Linked DNA regions of Triticum aestivum: region 1 is linked to region 2. A link is a contact called in public Hi-C data. All regions are on one chromosome and are shown on one strand. The core of a region is the stretch at or near the end of the contact, and the rest is flanking DNA. Distances in the headings are between cores, read along the strand shown. Region 1 holds the start of LOC123092990 (probable mitochondrial-processing peptidase subunit beta, mitochondrial). Region 2 holds the start of LOC123092987 (protein transport protein Sec61 subunit alpha).

Region 1 (3,964 bases), core at 729-3,228, 330 kb after region 2:
ATAGGAGAGTCAGAAAAAAAAAGTGAGCTCAAGAAAACACAGCAAGACATATAGTAGTAGCATCTCAGAAATGTTGCACGTCCGGGTTGCAGCTTGACACGACTAATAACAACTTACTGAATCCAAAATGAAGTCTGTAAATAATAGAGCCGAACATGAAACTTGTATGCTCATAAAACCCAAAGATTGAGTTAAGTTATTTCCATCCATATTAGGTACTCCCTCCGTCCCATAATATAAGAACATTTTTCAAAACTAACAAAACTTGAAAAACGTTCTTATATTATGTGACAAAGGGAGTACTTTTTTCTTTCTGAGAGAAGCATCTATTGGATGCATGATTAACCTTGCAGGTTGGTCCATTTAAACCATGGATTTTGAGTCGCTCGACTAGTCACGACTAGTCGACGACTAGTCTATTAGTCAGAAAAATATGGTCGACTCAGCTTAGTGTCGACTCGAGAGTCGCGACTAGTCACAACGCAGGCTCGACTTCTTCCGAGTCGCTGCCCCAGAGCGACTCGCATGAGTCGCGACTCGAAAACCATGATTTAAACTCATTATGGTCGAGCAACATTCTACTCTACTTGAATAATCTTCTCAGCAAATTCATAAGATTTTTTTCACAGGCATACAATATTCATTTTTGCTCCGAACTCCTAACCAGATTGATTTGGGACAGTTTGATATCAAATGCCAATGTTGCCTTCCCTTCTAAGATCTAAGTCTAAAGCAGCTTGATACAATTAGAACAATGTCACATACTAAGAAATTAGGCCTTTGATCAGTTCTTATTTTCTGTGAGGACCTATTGGGCAAATGTAAGTTCAAAAAAAATGCAAACCGTTACATGTTTTTCTTTTCTTAAATTGATATCTGTATTCGTTCCAACTAGTTTGATAGCAAATGCCCATTTTACAGCTGTCGTCTTACATATAGCAGTTCATAACAATTCCTAACACTAAGAAATCAAGTCTCTGTAAGTTAGTCCTTATCATCTCAGAGAATTCTATATGGATTGGTTAAAAACATCACAATAAACAAGAAATGCATATTAATAAACACTAGAGAAGGCATGATGCAATCAACCTAAGGTAGTTTAAGAAATTGTCCGTCAAATCACCTAAACAGATCCTTATTGCAGTGGAAAGGAGTGATTAACTCAAGCAAACATATACGCATCAGGAAACTAACCTCCTCCATCTCTCGGAGAATGACACTGCGCTCGCGTTCAATGCGGTTGTCCTCGAGCTTAGAGTCCTGCAAAATGTCCGCGAGAACATTCATGGCACGTGGCACGTCCTTGTCGAGCACCTTGGCGTAGTAGGTGGTCTGCTCCCGCGAGGTGTAGGCGTTGAGGTGGCCGCCCATGTCCTCGATCTCCTGCTCGAGCTGCCCGGCGCTGCGCGTCCCCGTGCCCTTGAACAGCATGTGCTCCACGAAATGGGCGACCCCGGCCGCCTCCTCCGTCTCGTACCTGCTCCCGGCGTCGATCCAGACACCAACGGTGGCCGTGCGCGAGGAGAGAGAGGACTCGGTGGCGACGCGCAGGCCGTTGTCGAGCGTGGTGACCTTGGTCTCCGGCGCCTCGAGGATGGCGGTGTGGTCGACGTGCGCGGGGACGGGGTTGGCGTAGCGGAGGAAGCGGGGGTCCGGGTGCTCGAGGCGGCGGACGCGCGCGTTGACAGCGTCGGCGATCCGGTCGTACGCCATCACCGGGGCGTGGACGGCGGGCGCGTCGGGGGCGATGGCGCCGGGGCCCGCGGCGACAGCCGTGGAGGCCTCGCGCGCGTTCCCGGCCGCCGCCGCCGCCGCGGCGGAGCGGCGGCGCACTGCGGCCGAGAGGAGTCGGCGGAACGCCATCGGGGAGATCTGTTGGGTGGCCTCTCCGGCGGCGGCGGAGGTGGAGATCTGGCGGTGCTAGGGTTTGTTGCGGTCGGATGGATCGGGGAGGAGGAAGAGATGGGGGGAGAAATAGAGAAGTGGCGTGGAGGGAGCCTGCCAAGTGGGGGAGAAGCGCTGGGTGCCCGTAGCTTGGCTTGCGGAGGACCCACATGTCGGTGAGGGAATGCGCTTGTTTCTAAGAAAGTGGTTGGGTGTGGGATTACTGGGTCTTCGTGGGTTGCCACTGAAATGTTCACAGCACAAGCATTTTGCATTCTAGCCCAGAGACTTGGTTTGGGCCGAATCTGACCCAGAAAAAATAAATGTATTTTTCGTTGTGTTTAAAGCGATTTTCTCTGCCTTAAAAAAAAGAATCTCGTTTTTTTTGCAACAAAAAAAGAATCTCGTTGAGCACTCGTCTCAGTCCCGCGGAGAGAGAAGTCACATTTCCCACTCTGGCTTGGTTTCAGAACTTCGTAAAATGACCATTTGCAAGATGATACGCACACATAGTTGATGCAATCGAAGAGTTTTCTGACTAATTATTAACTTCAGCGTGAAGCTCTATAAATGTCATCCCATCTCAGTTTCTAAGGGATTCGGTGTTCCTTTAGCATAACAGTTACTGTAAGCCACATGACAAGCTTGATCCATATTCCATTCCATACGCACTTCAGTTTGCCACAGAACTATTTTCAGTTCAGACATTACTGACAGTAAATTCAGCAAGAGCTACTAGTGTAAAAAATGTTCTTATATTATGGGACGGAGGGAGTAGAAAATAGAGATTTTTTTTCAAAATCCACATATATATCAACACATTGGTATTTCGGGGTTTTTGGCAATCAACTTAGGAATACAAGACCACAGAAATTCATCCTTGAATTTCCCATCTGCGGTCTCTTGTACAACAAGCTGTTTTAACCCTGGAGGTGGAGGATGCATCTGAAGCACAGAGCTATCGATATGCATAAACGCATGTACACAGAACAGAAGTTGGAGATCACCCAAGCCACAAAGACCGAGTCTCGTTGCGCATGGAGACGTTAAGAAGAAGCTAGGCACTTGAAAGAATGAGGAGCATCTAAATCATGCGTGTTGATGATGCTGCTCTGCGGCTCTTGCTAGATGCAGCTGACATTCATGTTGCTTGCGGGGCCATGTCTTCAGCTTTCCAGTGACCATGCATCGCTGTCGATAGTAACTGTCAGCCATAATTCACATAACCCAGCATGGTGAGCATGCTTTGTATAGAGAATAGAGAATAACATGACACAACATGCATTGTTTTCAATCATAACCCATGGTGAAAGATGAATTCATTGGTTGTTTAATTGTTAAAAATTATAGTGTTTGTTCAGTCACTCTTGAACTGTAAAGATGAATCCATTGGCAGTCAACTGCCACAAATTATAGTGTTTGTTCATGCAGTCTTGAACTGTAAAAACTCACCATGATAACCTTTCAGGCCGGAGATGAAAGTTTGGCTCCTTCGGAATTGTTATTGTCTTTGATGACCTTAAAAAAGCACGACAGAAAGAAATGTTAGTTACTTGTAAAGGGACAACTAGTGAAAGGTAATATCGGATCATTATTGCAACAATTAGTGAAATTGAAATATCATCTATACAAGTTTCATTAAAGAACAGGTGTTCACTTTTTGGGGATGAATGGCCGATCAAAATACGGCATTGGCTGTGCTTTAGGAACAAGCTCTTTCCTCAGCTGTCTTATCATTTCTTCCTCCTCTAACTTTTGTTGACGTTCCCGCTCCAATCTTAATTCCTCACCGAACTTGGTCTTCTCTGACACCTAAATCTCAAACAGGCATAGTTAATAGAGTGTAAAAGGCTCACACTGGTACCACTGAAATAAGACTTCAAAGTTCAAACCATGTGCGATGTACAATGTACAGTGAACTTGTAAGGAGGCTTACATATTGATCAAATTCAGCACGTTCAACTGCGCGCACATCACTATGTAGAACAAGGTCGACTGGCTCTGTTCTTTCCTTGACTGGTGGCTTAATCAAGCACTAGTGAAAATAGAGGTTCAAAGTTAAAACAATACACTTGTTAAC
Region 2 (4,564 bases), core at 1,264-3,763:
AGAAGTTGCCACTGAACTTCTTGTAAAGAAGCTGCAATAGCAATAAAAACGTGTTAGCACTTTCACATACATACAGCAATTTAGAACAAAAGCACTAGAATCAAAATTAGTACCTGAGATATAAAGTAGAGGTTGGTAATCAGTGCAGAGTGCAGAATGATGGGCATATTTGATGTGTAAAACAGTTTAATTGGATATGAACCCTGCTGCCCACGGGCATTCCTTGATCTCACTGGAAGCACAACACGGAAGCCTTGGAAATAGATAACAATGAGGAAGACCAGGACAGTAGCAAGTAAGTTGGTCACGTTTGGAAGATTCTGGCGGTAGAAAGCCTCCCGTAGGGCACGGACTTTGTCAGTTCTGGTAATCAACAGATGGAACAATCCAATGACAGCCCCTTCAAATTCAGCACCACGTCCGCTGTTGATGGTTGTGGGGCTAAACGCCTTCCAGATGATATTCTCACTGTATGACAAAAGTTTACCATGAGCCAAGGAATCACAGAGCAATATTTTAATGACCGAAGAGAAATAAAACTCAGTAAGGTTACCAGATGTTGGTAGCGATGAATAGAGAGATGCCAGAACCCAAACCATATCCTTTCTGGAGAAGTTCATCCAGACAGATGACAATGATGCCAGCAAAGAAAAGCTGAAGTATAATGAGAATAGCATTCCCTGTTCCTAGTTGGCTTACACTGCCATACATTCCAGACAAGACATATGCCACAGCTTCTCCAATAGCAATCAGGATACCAAGCAACTTTTGTGCACCATTCCTGAGTAAGAAAAGGTACCATGCATAAGAAGACCAACATCGGATACAGGAAATAAGAGTGAGGAATCTTGAATTAGTTCCACTGGTTATTCCTTGAATAGATGTTAGACTTTGTACTGATCAGATTATGGAAACATAATCAATGAATAGTACTCCCTCCGTCCGGAAATACTTGTCGGACAAGTGGATGTATCTAGATGTATTTTAGTTGTAGATACATCTATTTTTAATCATTTCTCCGACAAGTATTTTGGGATGGAGGGAGTATACAACAAGGAGATTTTGCCATTTTAGTACTTACAGAAGTGCACGATCCTCTCTCACACTGTTGTCAACTTCAATGATCTTTGATCCTACCAGAAGTTGCATCACCATTCCAGATGTCACAATTGGAGTGATACCCAGCTCCATAACAGTACCACGGTTTGATGCAAGAATAGCACGCAACCAGTAGAAAGGGTCAGCTCCAGTAGTTGAATGGATGCCATAGAGCGGGAGCTGGCTGCACACTAGGAAAATGAAGAGGGAAATAACAGTGTAGATGAGTTTTTCTCTGAAAGGAATTCTCCTATCAGCACTCTGTACTTCCGGTAAGAAACCCAGAAAGGGCCTGACAAGATGCAGCACTCTAAAACCGCCAGCCATGGTCCTGTGTTGAGGAAAAGAAAAATAAATCAACATTTCTCAATGCAAACAGAAAACTGAAGTACAAAGTAATCTGGGAAACTTAATGAAACCCTCAACTTGGTAGAACTAATATAGCATCACAGGCAACAATTGATTATGATTAAGTTAAGAAGAGTCTATTTGACTGGAACACAAGTGAAGCTACCAACATTGTAACATATATTCAGGGTACGGTAAGATTAAAATTCAAGGTAAAACACAGAGTTCAGTTTAAATCATCACAGGAGTCTTGATTCAAAATGCGCAGGCAGGATCTATGTTTGCTACATCGAATAATCATAATTCTAAATCACAGATAATTGGGCGAGCGATCTGCATCATACGAGCAACCGCTTGCTAGAACCAATCTGCATGAAATAAAGCATATGATTCGCAAATATCTGAATTGTTCTCCTGTTCATCTCAGTAACGTACAGAGATGAATCACGCACCGGATAATTGGTCGGAGAAAACTAGTACTCCGTCCGTCCCAAAATAAGTGTCTCAACTCCGGTACAACTTTATACTAGGGCCGGAGGGAGTAGTAGTTAGCCACTGTAATTTTCACCAATGACAAATATGAAGGCTAACAACTCATATTGTTATGATGACTACTTAGCACGCAATGATCGTCAGCCTAGAATCCCGACGAATGAGAAAAGCCTGGATGCCAGATAAATTTAGCAAATATGGGCTCTGCAATTCTTACATACCACCGAACCAGCGGCATGTCCCGTCATGCCGCGTCCAGCACTGGCAAACAATCAAACCAATCGCCACGAAATCACAATTCTAACTAGCAACGAGCCGACGACTGAATCTGAAACTCTGAAACTGCTTGCTGGAGATCCAGGCGGGAGCGGGAGGGCGAGGAGGCATTAGCAAGCGGCCTTACCTGGCGGACGGGAGACCCGACGCCGAGGAGAGAGGAACGCTGTTCGCCGCCGCCGCCGCCGCCGCGGTTGACGAGAGGGCGTGAGACCCAAGGCCGAGGAAGGAGGGAGGGAGATGCCGAGGAACACGAGACGAGAGTGCAGGAAGAGGAGCGCGTGGGTTTTAGAGGGAGAAGCACGGGAGCAGCAGGCGGGGGGACGAGGCGGGACAGCGGGTCGTTGGCCCTCTGAGCCGTCGGATCGGGAGCCGACGCCTCGGATGGGGTCCTGTGACGTGGAGCAGGTAGTAGTGCTAACAGAAAGCTCGCTGTCGCGTCTTCCGCGAGGACAAGGGTGAGTAAAAGGCACGCTTTACGGTTGAGGGATGATGTGGCGGCCGGACCCCAGTTGTTAGGATAGAGTTTCTGCTGGACTTTGTGCTCCACGTGGCTAAGCACATTTGTCTGTACTTTTGTAACATAACAAAAAAAATGTTTGAAGTGAAAAGTAAATAACATAATGAATGAAAGATCCACTGTAGTCTTCATTAATGATAGAAGTGGGGTACATATATCCAGACGAAAGCCCAATGACGTACGCATTCTGCTCTACATGCACACGCATAAATCACTCATCTCAACCCCCTCCACAACCCAACCACAACCCCCTCCCAACCCCGCCCCCCACCCACCACACACGTGCGCACGCGCACACACACACGCCACCACTACCACCACCTCGCCACCACCGGAGGAGCATCATTCGAAGCCCGTGTCGGCCCAGGAAGATGGCGATGGGGCGCCCCGGCTAGCTCCGTCTCCAACCTCGTCCTCGTCGCCTGTCGGCTTTCGCCGGACGCTTCATGTCCTCGTCCTCCCCTTGCCCCGGGTTGCAGGGTGCGCCTGACGCCAACAAGATTCCTTCACCCCCCTCCCATGCTCCCGCGCCAGACCTGACGCTCATCAATGTCACCTGCTGATACGTCTCCGTCGTATCTACTTTTCCTAACGCTTTTCCTCTTGTTTTGGACTCTAATTTGCATGATTTGAATGAAACTAACCCGAACTGACGTTGTTTTCAGCAGAATTAACATGGTGGTGTTTCTGTGCGGAAATAAAAGTTCTCGGATTGGAACGAAACTTTGCAAGGAATTTTTATACAAATAAAGATAATTTCTGGAGCCAAGAACCACCGGAGGGGGCACCTGGGCGTGCCATGGTGGGTTGTCCCCACCTGGTGGCCCCGTAGACCCTGAAATCGACGCTATAAAATCACATATTTCCAGAAAAAATAGGAGAGAAAGAATTATTGCGTTTCACGAGATGGAGCCGCCGCCACCTCCTGTTCTCACTGGGAGGCCAGATCTGGAGTCTGTTTGGGGCTCCGGAGAGGGGGGACCTTCGATCTTCGTCATCACCAACCCTTCTTCATCGGCAATTCCATGATGCCCCCCACCGGGAGTGAGTAATTCCTTCGGAGGCTCGCTAGTCGGTGAGGAGTTGGATGAGATTCATCATGTAACCGAGTTAGTTTTGTTAGGGCTTGATCCCTAGTATCCATTATATTCTGAGATTGATGCTGCAATGACTTTGCCATGCTCAATGCTTGTCACTTTGGGCCCGGGTGCCATGATTTCAGATCTGAACCATTTATGTTATCGTCATTATATCTATGTTCTAGATCCGATCTTGCAAGTTATAGTCACCTACTACGTGTTATGATCTGGCAACCCCGGAGTGACAATAGTCGGGACACTTCCCGGTGATGACCGTAGTTTGAGGAGTTCATGTATTCACCGTGTGCTAATGCTTTGTTCCGGTTCTCTATTAAAAGGAGGCCTTAATGTCCCTTAGTTTCCGATAGGACCCCACTGTCACGAGAGGGTAGGACAAAAGATGTCATGCAAGTTCTTTCCATAAGCACGTATGACTATTTACGGAATACATGCCTACATTATATTTATGAACTGGAGCTAGTGCCATATCACCCTAGGTTATGATTGTTATATGATGAATATCATCCAATGAATTCACCGATCCAATGCCTACGAATTTCTCTTATATTGTTTCTGCTAAGTTGCTACTGCTACTGTCACTATTGCACTTGCTGCAAAATTATTGCTATCATTGTTACTATTACTATTGCTGTTGTCACTACTATCAAAACTATCATACACTTTGCTACTGGTTACTTTGCTGCAGATAATTAATCTCCAGGTGTGGTTGAATTGACAACTCAGCTGCTAA

What was found. Hi-C and Micro-C count contacts between places; a contact is called where the count stands out from the background.
Region 1: a contact with region 2 is called in a Hi-C map of leaf, with 2.9 times the contacts expected there. The contact joins the promoter of LOC123092990 here to the promoter of LOC123092987 in region 2. A contact is called at or near these places in 2 of 5 Hi-C or Micro-C datasets (leaf and an unstated tissue).

The regions. Positions count from the first base shown.
Region 1 is chr4B:513,163,900-513,167,863 of IWGSC CS RefSeq v2.1, forward strand. LOC123092990 (probable mitochondrial-processing peptidase subunit beta, mitochondrial) reads right to left here and starts at 1,979. Exons shown (of 9, transcript XM_044514863.1): 1 at 1,195-1,979. The coding sequence starts at 1,863. It overlaps LOC123092991 (neurofilament heavy polypeptide), which reads right to left. Exons shown (of 8, transcript XM_044514864.1): 5 at 3,821-3,919; 6 at 3,542-3,696; 7 at 3,337-3,402; 8 at 2,621-3,075. The coding sequence ends at 3,051.
Region 2 is chr4B:512,831,886-512,836,449 of IWGSC CS RefSeq v2.1, forward strand. LOC123092987 (protein transport protein Sec61 subunit alpha) reads right to left here and starts at 2,514. Exons shown (of 7, transcript XM_044514860.1): 1 at 2,342-2,514; 2 at 1,082-1,429; 3 at 554-781; 4 at 114-468; 5 at 1-31. The coding sequence starts at 1,425.